Linked DNA regions of Rattus norvegicus: region 2 is linked to region 1. A link is a contact called in public HiChIP or PLAC-seq data. All regions are on one chromosome and are shown on one strand. The core of a region is the stretch at or near the end of the contact, and the rest is flanking DNA. Distances in the headings are between cores, read along the strand shown.

The links. HiChIP or PLAC-seq counts read pairs in DNA pulled down with a chosen protein or histone mark.
Region 2: a contact with region 1 is called in an H3K27ac HiChIP or PLAC-seq map of oligodendrocytes, with 11 times the contacts expected there. The contact joins the enhancer-like site here to the promoter of Tfrc in region 1. A contact is called at or near these places in 8 of 12 Hi-C or Micro-C datasets (Schwann cells, frontal cortex, hepatocytes and 4 more) and 1 of 1 datasets of contacts at active chromatin or transcription factors (oligodendrocytes).

The regions. Positions count from the first base shown.
Region 1 is chr11:81,687,035-81,693,677 of GRCr8, forward strand. It overlaps Tfrc (transferrin receptor), which reads right to left and starts at 3,284. Exons shown (of 19, transcript NM_022712.1): 1 at 3,174-3,284. It also overlaps the pseudogene Rplp0-ps12.
Region 2 is chr11:81,774,504-81,781,146 of GRCr8, forward strand. It overlaps LOC102547162 (a long non-coding RNA gene), which reads left to right. Exons shown (of 3, transcript XR_010056306.1): 3 at 1,576-2,941. Among named protein-coding and RNA genes, the nearest start is that of Zdhhc19, 16 kb to the right of the region's middle. Within about 2 kb of position 2,553, at least 23 of the 93 cell types and tissues checked have an H3K27ac peak or open chromatin away from gene starts, as enhancers often do.

The sequences.
Region 1 (6,643 bases), core at 2,034-4,533:
GAAAAAAAAACAGCTTACACTTTTAATGCTTGTCTGAGATAGCTATTCCTAAAATATTTTAGTTTGATAATGATTAATAATAAATATTAATAAAATAATGATTGAACAATTGAGCCTAAACAGGCTGCTGGTACTAATGTCCAAATTTGGCTTTATAATCCAATTACACCTTATTTTTTCTGAGAAACAAGTTATTTCTATTTTAATTCACTGAACCAAAATTAAGAATAACAACAAAACAAAACAAACAAACAAAAAAAACAAAACAATTCAGAGCTGGGCAGTGGTGGCACATGCCTTTAATCCCAGCACTTAGGCAGATGATCTGAGTTTGAATTCAACCTGGTCTAGGGCTAGTTCAGAGAACCCTGTACAGAGGGCAAAGTCAATAAAAAATTATGAGTTATGAAATTTCCATTTAATCCCAATACTGCATATGTGAACACCATAGTAGTTCCAAAATAGGCAAAGCGCCAGACCTAGTGACACATGACTTTAATCCCAGCACTTGGGAAGCAGAGGAAGGATTTGTGTTCAAGGTCAACCTGGTCTACACAGTGATAACCAGTCAAGATAGTTAAATTGTCAAATCTATACTCTGCAAGCACAGACTAGCTAGTAGCTGACAATGGACCACATCTAAAAGTAAAGCAATCCTCATTTGGCTTATTATCCCAAGATGTCACCAGTGCCAACGTCTGTGACAAGAGAAAGTTAATCTTGATCTCTCACATTTACTTATACATCTTTGATGTTACCAAACATTAGGAAAATGCTTCAATTCTAATAAAGATTAAGATAAATAAAACTAAGATAAAAAGACAGGCATGGTTCTTGTGATATAGGACCTTAACTTTGAACTGTAAACTAGAAGATAACCAATGATACTGCCCAGACTTGTCATTAGAAAGTAAGCTATGAAATGGTTCTTCTGACAAGCACATGGCTACTTTCAAATCCTGCGTTCACACAGAAGGAAGCTCCTCTGACTGAGGACTCCATCTAGAGCTTCAAAATTAGACAGTATTTAGCCCTGACTTTTACAAGTCTTCCTGTTCTAAGTCCTACTTCTTTACTACTGCAGTCTTAGCTCACAGACCACCTATGAGATCTTTGACTTCTCTCCCAATCTTAGTACAGAATATTAAGTGGCAGTTATACAGCTCAAAGTTTCTGTATTCCAATAAGCCGCTATGCAGTAAGTGCACAGACCTTTAGTCCTAGCTCTCAGGAGGCAGAGACAGACAGATCTCTCTGAGTTCAAGGGCAAACTGGTCTACAGAGGGAGTTACAGGATACACCAGGCTGTACAGAGAAGCTACGTCTTGAAAATAGACACCTGCCCACTTCCCCACCCTCACAAGTGTTCCAATATGCTTAATGATCATGAGTTTGGACAAAAACAAAAGCCCAACCCACTTTGGCTAAAACTTATGACTATATATACTTAGAATGACTTATTGAGATGTTTTAAAGACAGGTTCTTACACTTAACTCAGTCATCTACCTGCCTCTGCCTTGCCCCAGTGCTGGGATCAAAGGTGTGTGGCACCATGCCACTATCCAAGCAGAAGCAGATGGATCTGAGTTCAAGGCTACCCATGGATTCATAGTGGGACCTTCTTTGGGAAATTGAAAAACCAAGAGGAAATAAAAGGTAGCAGGTTTTCATTTCCATACAGTTCTCTGAAAAGCAACCAAAAGGTCGGAACCACTTGAGGTCACTGAAGTTTACTTTGTATAGCCTTCATCTGAGAGAGAAGGAAATCACCTACACACAATAGACCCAAGACCAGAGGTTCTTTTAAGTAACTTTCATTGTTGTCTAATTCAAATTTAGCCCAGAACCTTGCCCCAGTACAGATAAGCACATTGCCACAGCACATAACTACTTAGCCTTAGGGTGGAGTTAGGCAGACAGATCTATCCAGTCAACACAGGTTAGGTTCTCAGTCACCATTCCTTGACAACATCCCCTCTCAAAGTAAAAAGTATTATATATATATATATATATATATATATATATATATATATATATATATACATACACACACATATATATATATCTCCCTTTGAGAAAAACGGCTGATATTGGATTCCTGTATAATGCAGTTTATTATAATCCTTACAGAAAACAAATGCAGGAGGACCCACACAAGCTAAATCCCATTTTTTTGGTAGATAAGGTCCTGAATCAGCTTAAATGTCTTTGTCAAGGAGGTCATAATTCACAGCTCAGAGCCAACTGCACTAGCCAGCTACTGTTCCAAACTCATCTAATCTTAGAATAAAGGTATCAGGTAGCCGAGAATTCCTGTAACACAACTATTCCCCATTTCAATCCTATTAAAAAAAAAAAAAAAAAAGCAAAGGAACTGAACTGCAATCCAGCCCAGTCCTCTGCGTTAAGTACAACGAGATCATTTCATTTTAAGCACGGGACAAAATGTTAACTGAAAGTTTGCAAATACAGATTTCTTACCCTCAAACACCATTTTAGAGAGCTGTCCAACACCATGAGCACGTTGGTTCCCTACAGCTAGCTCTAAATAGCTCTTACCAAGAGGCCTTATTTCTATTTAAGCTCTCCCATCTTGAGGATGCTAGCAACATTCTTAGTATTATCTGCAGCGTTCAGATCTATTCTGCCCTGAAAAAATGAGATTTCACACGCTGGGCCAAGAGGCAGAGCCTGGCAAAAAAAAATAAAAAAGGACCAGGTGGTGCCGAAGTTCCAACGTGCGGTTCTTGGAAAGTCCCCTTAAATGTCCATGACACTAGAAGCCGAATTAAAACAGCTTTGTCCTTTTCAGCTGTGACCCCCTCCTGCGAGGGGCCCCAAGGTCACCCACGTACCCCGACAGCCGTTCCCTGGGGCAACTTCCTCCAGCCGCCACCACGTGTTCCCAGCGGAACAAGCCTGCGCCTCAGCGTGGTGACTCTCGAACCCGCGGCCTAGGACCGGCTTGCGAAGGCCCGGAGGACCCGAGGGGCGCAGGGTACAGCGGCTCCCCACCCACCCCGCTGCACCTGCAACCCGTGCTCCGCAGCCCCGGCTCCGCAACAGCCCGCCGCCTCGCCGCCCGCCGCCCGCCGGCCCTGGCCTCTCGTTCTAGTCCGTCCGCCACGCGATGAACACGATGGGCCGTGCCACTGACAGGAGAGTCACTCACTCTGAAGCACCTCCTCAGTCCGCAATGCAGCGGCCCGCGCTCCACACGCCTTCTGAAAGGAGCGCTGCCTCCTACCCAAGCATATAGGCCGGCCCCGCCCCCGGGCCGGCCCTCTTGGCTTACGTCACTTCCTGCCGCACGTACACCTACCGAGGTGCTCAGGCAAGACCGCTGGAGGCGAGATGCGCGCGCAGCTCGTGCGTGCGCGGAGTGGGAGAGAAAAGGCGCCAAGGCGGCAGGTGTCAGGACTGCGCGCGCGATTGGCTGTGGCTTTCTTTCTCTCGGCGCACCCCTCCCCCGCGGTGTCTTTGTAGTTGGCCCGTCGCCCTCCACCTAACCTTGACCGACACCCAACCCTGTGGTGCAAGTTCAGAAGTATTAGCCTTCACTCTAAAATACTGCTGCTTGCAAGCTTAGGTCTCCGCTAAAAACATATCGTAAAGACGAGTTTGTGCAGCCGTGGACATGCTTTAAAAAAGGGAAAACTTTAAAAGCAAAGCTGCAAATCTTTTTTTTAGATTTTAACAAGCAGCGCTTGAGCCAAGCAAAGAGCTAACAGTGCTTACTAAGTTCAGCCTGTGGAAGGGAAAATAAAAACCAATGGCTTACTAGGGTGATAAAGTTGTAGATTAACTTGCATGTTTATCACCATTATTGCTTTTAGAGGGTTGGTGCTATGCATAGCAAATAAAAGGAGCTCTGTTAAAACTGCAAACATTCACACTCTTCTCTTCCTATCTGTACTTTACTGTTCAGCCTGAGGTAGGTTTACAAATAGTTACAGAGAGTGATCTTAGACCGCAAAAGGACTATAGTTAGATAGTGGAGCCCTTAGGGACCCTGGAAATGTCTTTTAAAGTACTAATCTACTACCCAGCCACCAATTCAGCTTTTGGCTTATCTGCTCTAAAATTCAGCAAGTACTTGGGGTTTACTAACTGCTGGACCCTTTACACCCTACTGTGTCCGAATTGTACTACTCCAGAAAATATATAAAAAGCCAGAGCACACTGCAAACTGGCAGAAGATAGACACGGGGAGCCATTGGTTTCAAAACTAGGTCTTTCATGTAGCCTTGGCTATCCTGGTATTCACTATGTGGACCAGGCTGGCATTGAACTCAGAGATCTTCATACCTCTGTTCTGAGTGGTAGGAATAAAGGCGTGTGCCACCAAGCCTGGCGTTCCATTATACACATCTGTCACTTATTTGTTCTTTAAGTACATATTCTGCTGTTTGTCTTTCCAGTGCTAAAAACTCTCCCCGACCCCACACCATTCTTTACATGTCTTTTCCCATCATACAGCTTTACTCAATACATAATAACTTTGTTGACTTGGTCAACACAAAATGCAGCTCTGGGAGTCCCTAATTGTCCCAAACAACACATTCCTAGGAAAACAATTCAGTGAGGAATTTTGTTTGCTTGTTTGTCTTCTATTTGGTTTTCAAGACAGGGTTTTCTTTTTTGTAGCCCTGGCTGTCTTGGAACTCAGTCTGGAACTCTGCTGTGTAGGAGCAGTGGGGTTGTGATAAACATTCCCCCCCCCCCTTTTTTTTTCTTTTTCTTTTTTCTGGTTTTTTTTTTTTTTTTTTTTTTTTGTTCTTTTTTTCGGAGCTGGGGACCGAACCCAGGGCCTTGCGCTTCCTAGGCAAGCACTCTACCACTGAGCTAAATCTCCAACCCCTTTTTTCTGGTTTTTTGAGACAGGATTTCTCTCTGTAGCCCTGGCTGTCCTGGAACATGCTCTATTGACTAGACTAACATTAAACTCAGAGACCTGCCTCCCTCTGCCTCCCAAATGCTGCCCAGCTTTTAAAAATTATTTATTGAATTGGATGTTGCATAGACATTTTGCCTGCATGTGGGTCTGGGTACCACTTACATGCCTGGTACCCAAGAAGGCTAGAGAAGGGCATCTGAAATTATCACATGATAATTAGCCTTCCTGTGGGTGCTGAGAGTCTCTTGAACTGTCAGTGTTCTTTACCCCTGAACCATCTCTCTGGCGCTCCCCCCCCCCTTTTTTTTTAAGTTTTGGAGGTCCTGTTCCTCTTTTTTCCCCTTCTAATGCTGACTTGGAACAGTTCTTGTAACTCTACTGATAACTACATTATATGGTTTTGTTTCCCCAGGGCAAAACAAAACTCATGCAAGAAAATAGAACAGAAGCAATATCCAGGCTAGGCTGACAGGAAGGAGTTTGCCCCACTTTATAGCAAACGGCCAAGGTTACTTAGATGGAGGAAAGGGAGGTGATTAATTTTTAATTAATTTCAAGGATATTTATACCAACTAATATAATGATGTGAAAATATAGGGCATGAGATTTAGTTGGGCTTGGGCAAGGTAGAACTAACGTCACCACAGAATTTTCAGTTTGGAAGCAACTTTATCTCATGTGTACACTCTAGCCTCATAAGTACTCAATAAACGAAGGCTGGATTATTAAAATATTATTAAAACTTCATTCAAATAAGTGGCCAGTTTCTCTCTTTCCTTTTCCCATGAGAGTAAATCTGTAATTTCTCATGAGACGATTCCTCTCAGAGTCTGGGGTAGCTTGGACTGCAGTGCTTAGATATGAAGTAACATGTCATTGTTTACGAAGCCCCCCACAAAGGGGCTCCTGTGTTGGAGGCTTGGTCCCGGCTGACGGTACTATCAACGGAGGCCTAGATAGTAAGTGTGTGACCCTGTTAACGTGTTCAAGGCTGAACCGACTATTAGGAAGTGAGGCTAATTAGAGGAAGGGCAGGAGGAGTGACTCTCTGCTTTCTGACCACCGTATGGTGAGCAAAACTAGGATTTTGCCAAGTACTCCCTAATTTCAATAGTATTTCACATTTCCTCTTTTCCATGCCCAGTACAATCCCCAGGCTCTGCTGACGCTAAATACACTGCATGTGTGTAGAATATTTGCTTTAATTCATCTCCAGTCCATTCCAGCCAAAACTGGAGAAGGAGAAGCAGTACCAAGGCATGATAGTATAAGCCTGCAATCCTAGCATCAGAAAAAAGTCAAGTTAGGGCCTGCCTGGCCTACATCCTGAGATCAAGGTCAGTGTGGGACTGTACGGCAAGAGCCTATCTCAAGTAAAAATAAAGATAAAATAAATTTTTGCTGGGCAAGGTTTAATCCCAGAGGGAGGAGACAGAGGCAGACAGAACTCTGTAGTTGGAGGCCAGCCTGGTTACCAAGGGAGACCGTTTCTCAAGTGACAACAAATACACAATAACAATTTTTAAAGTGATAGAGGGTGGACGGTGGGTGGGAGCACATGCTGCTTTTCTAGAGAGCCTCCATTTGATTCCCAGTGCTCCACCAGGTGGCTCAGAGGTGCCTGTGGCTTCAGCTCCAGGTGTCCCGCATCCTCTTATACTTCTGATGGCACTGTAATCACATGCATACACACGCACACACACATGTACGCACACATGTATGCACACACGCACACACACATGTAC
Region 2 (6,643 bases), core at 1,303-3,802, 87 kb after region 1:
TATTTACTTATTGAATGTACATTCGTGCTGTTCCTGGTTGTGTGTGAGAGGGTGTCAGAGCCCCTGGAACTGGAGTTACAAACACTTGTGAGCTGCCACGTGGATGCTGGGAATTGAACTCAGGTCCTCTGGAAAAGCAACCAGTGCTCTTAACTGCTGAGCCATCTCTCCAGCCCCTCCAGTCTTTTGAAAAATAATAAACATGTTGATTTTTCTTTACTTAAAAGATTTTTTATGTATATGACTATCTGTGTGTGTGTGTGTGTGTGTGTGTGTGTGTGTGTGTGTGTGTGCACAACAGGCGTGCCTGGTTCCTGCAGAGATCAGAAGAGACCATCTGACCTCTGGAAAGGGAATTACAGATGGTTATGAGCCAGCATATGGGTGCTAGGAACCAAACCCAGGTCCCCTGCAAGAGCAGCCAGAGCTCTTAACCACTGAGCCGTGTCTCCAGCCCAAGGGTAGACTTTTGTCCCCCATTTTTTTTCTTTTCTTTTTTTTGGAGCTGGGGACCAAACCCAGGGCCTTGCGCTTGCTAGGCGAGAGCTCTACCACTGAGCTAAATCCCCAACCCCTAAATATCTCTTCCTGAGGGGACACTGTACCTCTCTCGTTATTGTTTAGTATGCGTGTGTGTGTGTGTGTGTGTGTGTGTGAGAGAGAGAGAGAGTGTGTGTGTGTTTGGGTGTGTATGAGTGTGAGCGTGTCCTGTGACTGCATGGTATGTATGTGATGTGTCTATGTAGAATGTTTGTGTGAGTTCGTGTGGGTCTGTGTGGTGTGTAAGTAAGTATGTTTGTTTGTGTGTGTGCGTCTGTGTGATTTGTATGCGTGTGCTGTATATATGAATGTGTGTCTGTGTGGTGTGTCCTTGTAGTACATTTGTGTATGTATGATTGTGTGTGTTTGTGTGATGTGTGTGTGAGTGTGTGTGTATGTGTGATTTGTGTGTGTGTGTGTTTGTGTGGTGTGTGTGTGTGAGTGTGTGTGATTTGTGTGGGTGTGTTTGCGTAGTGGGTGTATGGTATTTGTGTGAGTGTGTCTGTGTGCGTGTATGTCTGTGTGTGTCTGTGTGCGTATGCTCTATGTATGAATGTGTCTCTGTGAGTGTGTCTGTGTGTGTGTGTGGCATGTGTATGTGCTTTCTGCCTCAGTGCTGCCACTCCATGCTAACTGCCTGAACGCTTCTGGGAGCTTCTTTCCTCCTCTACCTCATGGCAGGAAGGACTGCTGGGATTAGAGATGTCCATCTCACATGGGGGTTTTGGTTGTCTTTTTTCAATGTGGCTTCCAGGAATAGAACCAAGGTTGTCAGGTTTGCTCAGCAAACACTTTTACCCATGGAGCCATCTCCCCCTTCCCAGCGTGGTTGTAGACGGCTTCCCCCTCCCCATGCATCTTTTCTCAGGACAACCTGTCCTTATCCTGTCCTTACCTCTGCCCCTAAAGCCAGGGACTTGAGGCAGGAAAGGCAAGTGAAGCTGCTGAAGGACTCCCCTTTCCCTCTTGGCCACAGCCAGCTCTGGGACACATTCTGGACTCTTCCTCACACTAATTACAGCTCCTCCTTCACAGAGGCTGTTCCTGAATCTGGGCTAGCCTTGGGCTTCTGCTCATCTTGTGCACCATCTCTACCAGGTTCATTCTGACACAGAAAACAAAAGCTCAAAGTCTGCCACAGAGGAGAATCCTCCAAGATAAAGACCAGTGAAGTGGTGTAGACCCCCAGGATGGGACTTCAGGGCTAACGGCCAGTAGTCAGGCACAGCACTGGAGCACTGAGTCAGAAGTCACTGTGGGTCTGACCCCTGGGATCAAGGGAAAGTCTTTCAATGGTCAGTCGTGCCATTACAGCTGGGGATCAAAGTGACTTCAAACCAAACAAACAAAATATGGGCTGTGATGAAGCTCGGTGGTGGTTCGTGCCTACGATACATATGGCCAAGGGTTTGATCTTCAGCACAGCAAGAGAAAACAAAAACAGACTAAAGAAGAAAAAGCAGGCTCCCGTAAGGTCTCAGGCCCCATGCGTACAGCAGCTGTGTGGGCAAACCTGGAAGGGTGCGGACCTTCCAACCAAGCTCCAAGAGTAGGTTCCTGAGACCCCAGTGAGCAGAAACAGGGTGTGGTGAAAAATCAAACGAATTGCTTCTTTAAAGCCACCTGAATGTTTTAGGAATGTCTGGATTTGGGCTTCTCTTTCCTGCAGCAGGATATTTAAAGAAAACAGACCTGAAAGGCTTCAGGTCCAGAGCAAAGAGCCTTCTGTGTGCCTCCTCCTGGTCTCTGCTTTGGAAAAGATTCCTTTCCTCTTTGCTCTGGATTGTACCCAAGGCAGCCAGAACCTGTTCTCTGAGTCAGGCCAACAGCCCAAGTCTCTGCGGAGAGTCAAAGTGAACTGGACACAGGCTGACCTCACAGCCTTACAAACTGTCTCACCCCAGGGGTCCTGCAGCAGGGGCTTTGGGGCTCCAGACCGTACTGCCAACTGGCAGCCAAGGGCTCACCCCTGCTCCCCAAGGGGGCCACTCCTGCCCCCCAAGACCAAGCCTAGCTCCTTCCCTTGGAAGATAACTTGGCTAAAGGAAAGGGAGCTGAAAAGGTTACCACAGAAAGGTTATATAGGCTTAGGGCCTAGGAGTTAATGAGGTGGCCTACCCACAACCTTGGCTATTTCCAAGTCATCTCAATCCGGAGTGTGCAGTGTGCAGAAGGGCAAAGGGGAGGAGAGAGAGAGAGAGAGAGAGAGAGAGAGAGAGAGAGAGAGAGAGAGAGGAGAGAGAGAGGAGATAGGGACCCAGCCTAGTGGCTCAGATCTAGAATCCTATCTACTTGAAAGGCTTGAGACAGGAGGATTATAAATTCAAGGTCTGACTGGGCTAAGAGCAAGCCTCAAGGCTAGAACCTGTCTATAATGTCAATAAAAATGGAAGAAAGAACAGTACTTTTATATGGCATGTGTGAAACCGTGAGCTCAATGGGGTGGGGTGGGGTGGGGGTGGGTGGGAGGATCCTTCACAGGAGGAGGATACTAGGCTAAATAGACTAAGATTCTCCCACTGCCACCTGGGCAACCATCCCACCTTCATACCTGTCAGAGTCCACACCATGTAGAGACATCCAACAGTGAACTCAAGACCAGACGTCAGCCGGACTCTCCTGTTAGCAGGCGAGGAAGGGTGACTTTGAGAGGTTGGGACATGTTTAGGACACACTGTAGGAAGCAAAGAACCAGCTCCCACCCAACATCTCCAGAGACCCGCTCTCGCTGTCTGCACAGCATTGGCAAGGAAGGGGCCAGCAGGAGGGCATCTCTTTATGTTTCCCCAAGGCTTATGAAGGGAGATCTAGAAACTAGTGGGCTGGGGGAGTTCTCCATTGCTGCTGGGGGTGGCCGAGCTCTAGCATGACTCTGTTCAGGTAAAGGATCCTAATGGGCTGGCCATTGCAGCATTGAGATCAGACCAGAATCTTGTTCATTGAGCCAGAATCCTAGGTGTACGAGACGTGGTGGCACAAGTCTGAGTCCATCTGCTTGGGGGCTATAACAGGAGCCTCACAGGTTCAAGGCCTGGTTGGGCTTCAAACTGAGTTCATGACCAGCCTGAGTGACTCGATGAGACCTGGTCTCAATTTTTTAAATGGTGCCTTCGTGGTGGGTGCGTGCCTTGGATACATGAAAATCTGGGGTTGAGCTCTAACACTTAAAAGTTTAAGGAGGAATTCCAGGGCAGGAGTCCTGTTCCTGTAGGCCTGGGGACTGTCAGGTCTGATGTGTTTATAAAAATATAAAGAGAGGGGGGATGTGTTCTATGGAGGTGTGGTGAAGTATGGGGGAAGGGGGTGCCTGTGGATACATGCTGAGGCATCCCTTTCCCCTGAGGGACCGGCCACATGACCGAGTGTATAGTATAGAATAGAGTTTATTCAGGGGATGGGGAGGGAAATTTGGGGAGGGGGGGAGGAGAAGTAAGAGCGCGTGGAGAGAAGGTGGGAGGACGGAATGGGGGGAGGGGAGAGCAAGAGGAAGCAGGAGCAAGAGAGCAAAAGAGAACAAGAGAGTGAGGAGGGGGCAAGCGGCCCCTTTTATAGTGTCAGGTATACCTGGCTGTTGCCAGGTAACTGTGGGGAGGAGCATACTGGGCTGTTGCCAAGTAACTGTGGGTGGAGCTTAGACAGAAGGCTAACCAGGGCTACATCCACAGAGGTACTAGCAGTGCTTCTTGTGCTTGCTGGAGGATTAAACGAGCAAGCAGAGCATTTAACGCAACGCCTGGCCCACAGAACGGCAAAGTGACTGCAGCTACTGTTGTCGACCTTAGGATCCTGGTGCCAAGCCTCTACGTCTCTAGACCCTTCCTGTTTTACAGGCCAGGACCTGGCCGGGCTCCTCTGAAAGGGCACAAGGCAGACACCCGGAGACAGCCAAGGCTGGCCTTTCCTGAGCTGTGTGACGCCAAAAGAGGCCCTCCCTGGTTCCCTCATCCTCCGTTCCCTTCTCCCTGAAGAATAAGGGAAGGGGTTAGATAGATCGTAGGGTCCCCGCCCCCAACAGTTTGGAATCGCTCATTTCCATAGAAAAATAAAGCTGCCTCAGTCGGAAAGCGGTCAGCAATGGGTGCCTGGCTGGGCTGCAGAAGTCCCCCGGGCAGAAGCAGACAAAGACTCCCTGTACAAAGGCGGCCTCCAGCCCTCCTGCGCTGTACCCAGATCCTACGGCTTCCAGGAATCGCAATTAGGTGTTTTTTACTTGAAAGTCCTCCATTGACTTTGCGTTCCTGGAAGTTTTCATCCAGGAAAAGTCAGGGGAGGAGGGAGAGTCAAAGGGATGGAGAACGGGGAGGGCAGCGAGAAGAATGTGACAGGTAAGAGGGCGGAATGAAGAGGAAGGAAGAGGAAGGACGAGGGACTGGAGAGGTGAGAGGAGGTGAGGCTGAAGATGGAGGCCAGGACACAGAGAAACAGGAGCCAGGAACAACAAGTGGCTTTTGACTTCCTTCAGCCTGAGGCACCATGAACACAGAAGCTAAGCAGAAGCCGATTGCTTAACTGAAGTGCACAGCCATGGCCCTAAGGCCACGCTACTGCTCCTCAGGGGAGTCCCAGCTTTTATACCTAAATCTACACTCCAGTCCCTTTGGGTGATTGACATCCCAGGGGTTGACTTTCTGTAAAACAAGCTTCCCCTTGAAAAACCACCTTTCCCCCATCCCTGCTCAGCCCCAAAGGATCCAACTCTGAAAAGGGCCGAAGTGGACTCCAACATTACAGTTATGAAGCCCTAAGCAGGTCAAACAAAGCCCGCCTCATGCAGCCCTTGGGCCACTCTCAGTGATGCCCACCATTGATTGAAGCAGTCTCTGGCCAGTGCTGGAGTCTGGCTCTGCCTGCTCAATGCCTGTGACAATGTTGCGACTTGTGTCAGCTCATCTTGCTTCCTAGAGAAGCCGAGAGTCTTCACACTGAAGGAGGTGTCATGGGAAAGGGCCTGGCAGGTTTTGGCTCTCCCACTTAGCATTGCCAGGGGAAGTTACTGCTTTGTTGAAAGTTGTTTTTCTTGTCTCTAAAACTAGAATAGCAACTTAGCCGGCCGATGGAAAATAAAAGGAAACATTACGAGTGACTTAGTACAGGCTGCACAAGGCAGTGGGAACAGGGCTTCATCCCTGGGCTGCATCTGCTTGCTAAGCACTAAAGACACACAATCCCCAGATGGAGGTCTCCTAGGGGCCTGACACCGAGACCCAGGTGCCCATGAGGGTGACCAGCAAAGAACCTGTGCCCCATGAGATATGAGGAGCCTGGCTCTGACTGTCTCTGTAGTAGTCTCCTCTGCCCCATCATCCCTGCCTTGCCCCACCCTTAGCCACCACAGCCCCACCTTGGGTGGAGTGGTTAGGGCCGAGCAGGGCGGGTGAGCCAGAGGCAGTAGGGACCATTATCTGGTGCCCCAGGATGGAGAGGGCTTCAGCAGTCTCCTTATCGGCTCGCCAGCCCGGACCAAGGGCTGATGACATTCAATAGCTTATCTGGACCTGGGGCAAGAGAGCTGAGCTCTGCAGCTCCTGTGGAGGCTTCCCTGCTGGAGCAGCTGAGAGTAGGAACCAGCCAGGCTGCCATTTCAGCCATGAGGTTCTCTTGTCAGCCACTTCCTTCACTAGCCCCCAAACCCTGTCTGAGGCTGATGGTGGTAGGATGAAAGGTCTCAGCCTCATCTATGAAAGACAAAGCCTGTGACTCTGTGAGGTAAAGACTCCCTGAGGACTGCTGGCCTGAGCAAAGTGACTTCTGTCAAGCATACTAGTTGGCAGCAGGGCCAGTCAGTCACGGGAAACTTGTCCTACCCTATACGTCTCGACCTCCCAGAAGGCCATGTGGATGACCCTGGAGATAATTTTGGCTCGAGGAGCTAGCTGGCTGGGATCCTCCAGAGGGGCTCCAGCTACAGCTTGGCACATGGTCATTCTTGGCTTTGGCCCTTACTCTGAGGGTGGCAGGGCTTTCTGGGCATATGAAAGCAGGCCCCTTCCTGGGGCTCTGATAAGAGCTCTCACCTTATCTGTCAGCCAAAGACTGGGTGGGGTAAGTCTGAGAAGTGAAGGCAAGTTCTGCAAAAAGGAGGAGCAGGGACGGCAGAGAAGGT